Regions from separate parts of the Mus musculus genome. Here all the other regions are linked to region 2. Evidence: chromatin contacts called from public Hi-C data. All regions are on one chromosome and are shown on one strand. Each heading gives the region's core, a stretch centred on a gene start, on an enhancer-like site or on the middle of the called end of the contact. The rest is flanking DNA. Distances are from core to core; before and after follow the strand shown. Region 1 holds the start of Ascl4 (achaete-scute family bHLH transcription factor 4). Region 2 holds the start of Tmpo (thymopoietin). Region 3 holds the start of Dusp6 (dual specificity phosphatase 6).

Region 1 (3,085 bases), core at 508-3,007, 5.2 Mb before region 2:
ATATACCTCCTCCTCAAACTTTTTCAAATTTATGGTCTCTTTTTTTTTATTAATTGTTGAAACATACATATATGGATATTATAAACATATATATTCTTCAACACATAAGTCAGACTCGCTAACACAGCTGTCTAAGTACGAGCAGAACAAGGGCAAACAGCAATAGACACACTACTGTGTCTATAGGGGAAAGCAACAGCAATAGACACACTACTGTGTCTATAGGGGAAAGCAACAGCAATAGACACACTACTGTGTCTATAGGGGAAAGCAACAGCAATAGACACACTACTGTGGACAGGGAAAGCCCCTGAAGCCCCAGCCCTCCCCAGGGAACTACAGGCTACTAAGGATGAGACATAATCTTCCCCCAGAGAAAAGCACACCAACTGGTTATCCAACACCTCATGGTCAGCCCGGAATGCACATCTACAGGTAGCATTATGCAGGCCTTGAACTTGCAGCCATCCTGCCAAGGCTCCCAACAGAGCTGGGATTGTATAGGTAAGCAGCCCAACAGAGCTGGGATTGTATAGGTAAGCAGCCCAACAGAGCTGGGATTGTATAGGTAAGCAGCCCCAGGCACACCCCTGGTCTCCTTTTTAACTCACTACAAATGCTGTGCTTGGTGTGTGTCTGTAGTTACGTATAAACCTGTAGTGATGCATTTCTTTCTGTGGATCAAAGGCGGTGGCATAATAAATATGCTGTGAATTATAATCATTCCTTCCCCAAACACTTGAGTGATTTATGCTTCCACCCTCCTACAAGTCCTCAACACGGGCAGTTGTTAGTCAGCCTTTATCTGCTTTTATTTTATTTTATTTTATTTTATTTTATTTTATTTTAATATAAAAAACAATCCTGACTGGCTTAGAACTTGTTATGTTAACCAGGCTGGCCTGCCTCTGTCTCTCCAGGGCTAGAATAAAAGGGTGTGCACCCCCACACCTGACTTGCAAGCTTTTTCTTTTTTTTTTTTCCTCTTCCCCCAACCCCCACTTGCAGGCTTTTTTATTTGTTGTCAATCTGGGAAATAAAAACAGATCTATGTCATGTTCGTTTTCAATTATCTCATTTTCTCTTGTCACTCTTAGCAAGGAAGTTCAAAATCTTTGACCTGGCCCTATGAAGGAACTCATGGTCTGGGAGTCTACCCTGGCGAATAGGAATGCTTTCTCAACTAGTGCAAAAGTGATGACGTAAGAACTCATGGTGCCACAGGGAGTTGTTTGCCAGTATAAGCCCATAGGGAGCTACATCTAACATGGGACAACTGATACCGAAAAGGAATAATTATTTCTATTTCATTTGCCTCGATGCAAATTTCCAATTGCTTCAGGCTGATCAGTTAGACTGTAAACTTTAGTAAATATAGAAGCAGAGGGCTCCTTTAAAAAAAAGAAAAAAGAAAAAAAAAACCCAACATGTTAGGGCAACACCCTAGCTTCCAGAAAAGAGTCAAGTCTGGTTGTAAATTCAGGGGGTTTTGCCTCTCGTTTTTAAGTTGGACTTTTCAAGTAGAAGATGCCTTTAATGTGTTGGTTTGCAGGAAATCTGATTTTTCCATGCGATAACACTCTTTGACATTAACCAGTATAGTTGGATTTTTAATGACACTTTCATCTTCAAAGCCCTTTACCAGCACAGATGGATTAATTATTCATTTGTGTGTGTGGTGGTGGTGCGGGGGGGGGGGGGGGGGAGGGGGGGGCGGGGCCCTGAGTGTTAAAAAGACAAGCCTTCAAAGCCAAATCCTTTCTCCTTGGGATTGGGGCTCTCTTCTTTTCAAATGTTGTTTTCCAGTCCTCTGGGGAGGAAATAAACTTAATGATGAGTACAATAGGAAAATACTTCGTGCTATGGGAAGATATTGTTATATCCTGAGTGGGATTAGAAGAGGTTGGGAGGCAGGACTAAAGGTGTGTTTACAGTAAGCACTCCGAGAAATAACTGGCTAAAAGTGTTTGTTACTGTTCGGGCTTTTGATGTGTTTTTACAGAGCAGCAGAAGCACAAAGGGCCCCGCGTTAAACATACCTTAGAACACAATGTGCGGATCCTTACATTCGATGCTAAAGTACATATATTTTGTTCTTGATTCCTTTGAAAAGTGTCTAATTTGGTTTTTAAAGATTCTATTTCGCAGAAGAAAACCTCGGGCTTCCCCGGAGGTCCAAGGAGGACTTGACACATCGTCTAACCACAAGAGAGCAGTCTTCCCTTTGATGAGCGCTTCTTCTCCACCTCCCCAGAAATGAAAGAGCAGAGAGGTATGTTTGCAAACACTCTGAAAGCTCTTTCCATCAGACCTGAACGCCGGAAACCACAAAGGGCAGTCAAGTTTGGATTTTCAAGGAGAACGCCGGAGTAAACTTTCGCTCTGTTGGCCAGCCGATCAGCCAGTGCCTGGGGAGGCTCTCTGCTCAATTCCTGAACAAGTTCGGGCTCCCGGATAGCCACACTTGCTGACCCAAGGAGTGAATTACAACAATTGGGCAGCTTTGAAAGATCAATCTGCTTAGAGTGCGACCGTCTATCCAGGCTGGGAACCCTATGTTAACTCTTAAACTAAGATCAGAGGAAGCACATGGATACAAGCGTTGATGAGGCGAGCCCTCTATCTTTGCCCCTTCTTCTCTGAAGCTTTATAAAGACCCAAGAAGAGCAACCTGCTTCGGAAATCATGCAAAGTTCACTCCAAGTGTGCTCAGGTACCTAACTTCTGGACCTAGAAACTTCTCCAGAGACAGACCGGGAAGTCTGGATGGACCAGAATCTCCGCTACGACAGCTTCCAGTCTCGTCTTCAAGGTGAGAGAGTCATCTGCGTGCTTTTTCGCAGAGAATGGAAAAACGCAGATCGGCCGGACTGCTTGCCCTGCCGTCCGCGCTACGTACAGCGCCGCTGGGCGCGCTGCCCGGGAGGGAGCCCTGCAGGGTCTCGGTGCGCCAGGATGCCGCGGACTGCGCGCGGAGACGGCCGTACTCGTCCCTGCCGCTTGGGGGCGTCGCCGAGCCCGCCTTTTTGCGCCAACGCAACGAGCGCGAGCGGCAGCGCGTGCGCTGTGTGAACGAGGGCTACGC
Region 2 (3,164 bases), core at 529-3,028:
CCCGAGATTTGTGTCAATCTTAAAACACTTAGGCATTGAAAGTTAAGGGTAAAAGTTTTCTCAACTAAATCCACACATGCGTTTGATGTAACTTTCACTCTTGTTCGAGCAGTCAGGAAACAACCCACTTTTTTTTTTAAATTATCGCAAGACACTCTAAACTTTCGAAGAAGCAAACAGCTTGAGGTGTAGTTCCCGGCTAGTACATACAAAAAAGAGGCTTTGAGTTCAATTCCCAGCACCAAAACGAGAGGCAAACCGCGATACCAGTCAAAACATTCACATGCTTCTCGAAGATTTAAAACACTCCAAATCAACACTCATAACTAATTTTTAATGACTTGAATTCTGTTAACTAAATATAAACCTACAAAATACTATTTAAAACGTACCCCCAAAAAGCCAGCAACCAAAAAAAAAAAAAAAAAGGCAAAATGATACACACCGGCAGGAACGCATCTTACATCTCACTGGCCTGAGGCATTCAAATTCAAATACTGATACATCAGTATGTCATAAACTTTTCTTTTTGCTTCCGGATCTTTACTTCCTCCAGCAAAAATCTTACAACGATAAAACAAAACGCTCACTAGCTGGGATTCTCCAGGATGTCTACGGGAACAAACTTTTCCAAATGCAACGTACTTAAAACGTCCCGTTTACAGTACAGCAAACCCACTTAAGGCGGGGCCTGATGACTGGAAGAATATGACACGCGAGGAAACAAAACGGTTCAAAAAGCCCTCCATCTGTTTAAAAAAAAAAAAAAGTCAACAACATAAAAAGGCGGGAATGCCTTTATTTAAAAAAAAAAAAAAAAAAGGCCAGAAATGACTATGTCGCAAACTGCCCTCCAGGGAGCGCTCTGACACTGTTGCGAGTCACTTCGGCGCTAAAGCGGGAAAACGCTACAACTTCACCTCGCGCGCCGGGGGCCAAGCCTGTCGGGCTTTAGAAAACGGCTCGGAAGGCCGCGTCTACACCCACTCCGGACCGTGCACCCGGCCCGAGCAGCCAAGCAGCACAGCCGGGGCGGCTCGCACCGAGGACTCCCCTCTCCGCGCCTTCCCCGGCGGCCTCGCGATCGGGGCGCCGCCGCGGGCACGGGGAACCCCGCGAGGGGGCCAGCCCCGCCGCCGAGCACGCGCCGCGGCCGCCAAACGCCCGTCTCCGCGGCCCCGGGGGGGTTCGCCTTACCCTGCCGACGGCGCCGCGGCCGCGACCCACGGAGGCCCCGGAGCCGAGCACCGGCGTGGGCTCGCGCTCCTCGTCGCTCGAGAAGTCGGGCGGCCCTTTGCTGTTGGCTCCCGCGGCGAGCGGCGGCCGGTTGCGCGCCGTGAGGTGCTGCAGGTAGAGCTGCACGTACACGTCCTTGCGCTGCTCGCCGGCCGGGAGCGTCACGTTGTTGGCGACCAACTCGCTCTTCAACTTGTCTTTGGTCAGGACCGAAGGGTCCTCTAGGAACTCCGGCATCTCGTCCCCCTCCTTCTCTCCTCCCCGGCCCCTCACAGTCGCCGCCGCCGCTGCTCACGCCGGCGCGCTCGCTCGCTGGTCCCGGGGGCTGCGCCCGCCGCCTCGGGAGATCCCTGCCCCGGAGCGGCGCCGCGGGCACGGCACAGAACTCGGGACACAAAACCCAGGTCCGGCCCCCGCCACAAAAAGCCCCTGGCGCACGACTGGGGAGCAAGTGCAGCCGAACCCGGAGCCCGCAGCGAGCCGAGCCCATACACAAGCTAGTGCGTGGGGTGGGGTGGGGGGAGCCTGGCTCGCGCACGCCCCAAGAACGCGCGCCGCCATTGGCGGGCGCCCGGAGGAAGCGCGCCACCCATTGGCTGGGCGGCTCGCGCGGGTTCCAGCCGCCGCGGCGCAGGGCGAGAGGTGCAGAAACGCAGTTTAAAAGGCGCTCGGGCGGGAGCTCGGGCGCGGGGCCCGCTGTTTCCTCGGCTCTCCGCCCTTCCCCTCGGACGCTGATAAGGGATGGGCGGTACTGGGTTTGCACGCTGTTTCCCTCTCTCCTGGCCCCCTGCACCGGAGAAGCCTCGTCCCGGCCTCGATCGCCTTCGGACGGGCGGAGTTCTGCGCCAGCTCTCTTGAGGACCCTTTGCCCGGGCCTGGCTCCTTCCCGGGACACCGAGCCCCCCTGAAGAATGGCGGCCGACTGGCCTTGCCCCCTCCGAGTGCTGGCCCTGGAGGGGAAGCGTGAAAACCAGACAGGCTGTGGTGCGGGATGCGCAGGAAGTCAAATCCCCTCGGTTCGCAAACGCTTCTTTTGTCTGGAATCTAGGGAAAGCCAGACTTCCACAGCTGAAGGTTTCCATACAGCTTTAGTTTGTTACAAAATTGCATTTTTAAGTCTCCCTTTGCCTTCTTTTACCAAACCCTTTGGTTTCCATAGTTCTTGGGGCTTAAAACAAATGCCTTCTTTGTATTTTTAAGCCGTCTAGGTTAAGACCCCCACCCCAAGCACCAAGGATTTCCCCTAACTTCATCAAACCTAATGTTTGGTAATGGAACAAGATGAAACGCAACATTTAGAAAGTCTCTAGTATTCAACTTTATGTGCCTGTAGTGGTGCATACTAATTTTTTAATTTTAGAGGGAGCCAGGAACCCTGTAAAACTCATGCTGCTGATTCAAGTTAGCGTCTCAAATGTGCCACAGTTCTGTTTTCTGGAACACAATACTGACCAGAAATGTTTCCTATTAACAAATTACATATATGGGCGAACATGATCAGAGTTAAATTTATGTAAAAAGTCCGCAATAAGATGTGTAGTTAATAAACGCTAATGAGCCGGGCGTTGGTGGCGCACGTCTTTAATCCCACCACTTGGGAGGCAGAGGCAGGTGGATTTCTGAGTTCGAGGCTAGCCTGGTCTACAGAGTGAGTTCCAGGACAGCCAGGGCTACACAGAGAAACCCTGTCTCGAAAACAAAAAAAAAAAAAAAACAAAAACAAAAATAAAAAGCGAATGAAAGCATGTATAGTGTTTCAATGTATCTAGGGTTTTGAACAATGTGAATGTCTACACAGGAAATGGTTCAGGACACTGCTCGTGAGAGGAAGCAGCTGACCTCAGATTCAGAGTCTCTTAATCATTCCCTCAGTGTCTTAAGCTCTAGATTATGTTCTATAAAAAAGCCTTAAATTTAAGCATGAACAA
Region 3 (2,892 bases), core at 306-2,805, 8.1 Mb after region 2:
GCGCGCCTTCCGCAGGGCCCGCCGTCGCCGCACACAGGTGGTTTTCCGTCCGGGAGGGGCGGCCTCTGCACTTTTATATAACAATAGAACCGAGCGCGCCGGGGATGCGCTCTTGTCGCCGTCGCGGCCCCCGCCGGCCACGCCTCCATCCGGCTCCGGTGCCGCCTCCGTCCTGAGTTGCCTGCGGGTGGTGCCCATGAGACTTCCCAACCCTAACTCTGGAACCATGGGGTCCAGACAGGGACACCTCTGGCTCCTTTTCCGCTCCAGGTCTCTCACTAGGCGACGGTTCCGCGACGGCCTTACAAGCGATCACGGGGTCGTCGCGTGTCCTGCCCCCCCCCCCCCATCCCCCAGAGCAGCAATGCTGCGGCCAAAGCGCAGCGCGCAAGCGCGTTTGGAGCTGCTAGCGTGCTCCTTGCGGGGCCCGGGGACCGCTGCAGCCTAGAAAGGATAGGGGACCGGCCTCTGTCCACAACCGCCACTGTTTACGCTTGAGTTCCCGCAGGCTTGCAGGTCTCCGGGGTGCAGGAAACGTTGGTGAGGCCTGTCGTCCCAGGCACCTAACCTAGGCTGCCTTGCCAGACCGGTTCCTCTTAGAAACCAAACTCTGCTCTTGGCTCCAGATCGTTAAAGGAGCTCGACTCCCCAGGCTCGATGGGTGACCGGTGATGGTGGTGGGGAGCAAGATCTCCGGAACAATGGCTCAGAATGCCCCCACTTCACCGGAGCAGAAGAAAAGTGCAGGGATAGCTGACAAGGTTTTGGGTGCTTACACCACCCGCCCCCCCCCCTCCGCTGCCGCCAAGAAAGTTGAGAAAGCCCGGGGTTGGGGCGCTTCTGGTTTTCTGGACAACCAAACGCTTGTTTGCTTAGTTGCTTTAAAATGTTTCAACAAAACACTAGTTTGTTTCTAGAGATGTTGGATTAGCATTTAACACTTCGTTGGGTCGCTAAAGCCCAGGCAGTCCACCAGTCCCAACACAGCCTCGCCTAAAAGGACATTAGAACAAACAGAACTAGACTTTTAAAAGAGCCAAACAAATGCCACACACGATCTAAAGGAGGACCGGGTTGGGGGTGGGGGAGCAGGGGCGGCGCTATGGCGGGCTTGGATCTAGCGTTAAAGAGAATTAAAAAGGGGGAAAACCCCTCAAGTTTTATTAAGGCTAACTTAAGATTGTAAGCGTCGCGAATAAGGGCTTTTGTGCTTGCTAATTGCACTACTGGTGCGCAAGAGTTAGACGCGAAGTGTGAACTCTAAACAGAAGGAAACACGAGACAACTTTAGTGCCCTGGTTTATGTGCCCTGCTCCTCCTCCACCGCCGCCTCCTCTTCTTTCTCCTTCCTCCCGCCGAGCCCGCAGTTGCAGCTTGTTTGCACTGGGGCTTATCCGGAGCGGAAATTCCTTTCCGTTTTTGTGAATGACAAACTCATTAACAATTCATCAACACAACCTGTTCCAGCCGGCCCGTCCCCACGGCAACAGCCCCTTCCGCAGCGCGCTCATTGGCTGACCGAGAGAATGTATCCATTGAGACGCTGGCTGTTTGTATCCATTGAGGAGCTGCCTCGCACAGGGGGTGTGCTCTCGCGGAGTCCTAGGGACTGTGAGCAAACCCAGTCTTGAATAATCCGGCGAGAAACACCGGGTTGGATCCGAGGTGCAGCCTCAGAGGGAAGGATTAAGAGCCGCTAGACTTTTTTTCTTTTCCCTTTTTCTCCTCTCAGTGGCACGGAGTCCGAATTAATTGGATTTCATTCACTGGGTAGGAACAAAACTGGGCACCTTCATTCAGAGAGAGAGATTCATTGACTCGGAGAGTGATCTGGTGCAGAGGGACCACCGACTTGACTTCTGTGTCGCTTTCCCTAACCGCTAGCCTCGGCTTGGGAAAGGCGAGGCGGAATCAAACCCCGCTCCGAGAGCGGGAGCTTCGCGCAGCGTGCTCGGCCTATGCCTGCCTCGAGGGGCGTCTGCTAGGCACCCCGCCTTCTCCTGCAGCTCGACCCCCATGATAGATACGCTCAGACCCGTGCCCTTCGCGTCGGAAATGGCGATCTGCAAGACGGTGTCGTGGCTCAACGAGCAGCTGGAGCTGGGCAACGAACGGCTTCTGCTGATGGACTGCCGACCACAGGAGCTGTACGAGTCGTCACACATCGAATCTGCCATTAATGTGGCCATCCCCGGCATCATGCTGCGGCGTCTGCAGAAGGGCAACCTGCCCGTGCGTGCGCTCTTCACGCGCTGCGAGGACCGGGACCGCTTTACCAGGCGCTGCGGCACCGACACCGTGGTGCTGTACGACGAGAATAGCAGCGACTGGAATGAGAACACTGGTGGAGAGTCGGTCCTCGGGCTGCTGCTCAAGAAACTCAAAGACGAGGGCTGCCGGGCGTTCTACCTGGAAGGTATGTTGTGCGCCCCGGGTGCAGGGCTCCGGGCTGGGACTGCAGGCTGGGGAAAATGTTAGCGAGGTAGCGATCGCCGCTTGCATTGCGCTTAGGGGAGCTAGCTGGGCCACCGTGGTAGCTTCTCCTTCAAGGGTTAATCAGGCACCTTTCTTTGGGTAGGTGTAGGATTAAGGTTCACAAGAGCTGGAAACGTAGTTCAGGGTGCAGCTTGGCACCTCGCAGCTCCTCGAAATATTAAGAAAAGTAATCTTGTGCATTTCCAGATTCAGGAGAATAAGTGTTCCCAGGGTAAGCAGCGGGTAGTGTTCCTAAAGGTGCGCATTGAAGCGTGCTTCTACCACTGCCGGGGGTTCCTAGGGTGCCTGTCCATAGTGTTCTTTGTGCTTCTCACTAGCTGTAAATTACTACAGCTTCTCCGGTTACAAGATTGCTTTTCTTGTTTCTGGCAGGTGGCTTCAGTAAGTTCCAGGCCG

Evidence for each region. A called contact is a pair of places that touch in the nucleus more often than the background predicts.
Region 1: a Hi-C map of CD4 T cells shows a contact between it and region 2, with 3 times the contacts expected there. The contact joins the promoter of Ascl4 here to the promoter of Tmpo in region 2. A contact is called at or near these places in 2 of 39 promoter capture datasets (the C10 cell line and pre-B cells) and 2 of 484 Hi-C or Micro-C datasets (CD4 T cells and uterus).
Region 3: a Hi-C map of B cells shows a contact between it and region 2, with 5 read pairs. The contact joins the promoter of Dusp6 here to the promoter of Tmpo in region 2.

The regions. Positions count from the first base shown.
Region 1 is chr10:85,925,645-85,928,729 of GRCm38.p6, forward strand. Ascl4 (achaete-scute family bHLH transcription factor 4) reads left to right here and starts at 1,758. Exons shown (of 1, transcript NM_001163614.2): 1 at 1,758-3,085. The coding sequence starts at 2,847.
Region 2 is chr10:91,169,841-91,173,004 of GRCm38.p6, forward strand. Tmpo (thymopoietin) reads right to left here and starts at 1,779. Exons shown (of 4, transcript NM_011605.3): 1 at 1,198-1,779. The coding sequence starts at 1,473.
Region 3 is chr10:99,261,676-99,264,567 of GRCm38.p6, forward strand. Dusp6 (dual specificity phosphatase 6) reads left to right here and starts at 1,556. Exons shown (of 3, transcript NM_026268.3): 1 at 1,556-2,416; 2 at 2,869-2,892. The coding sequence starts at 2,017.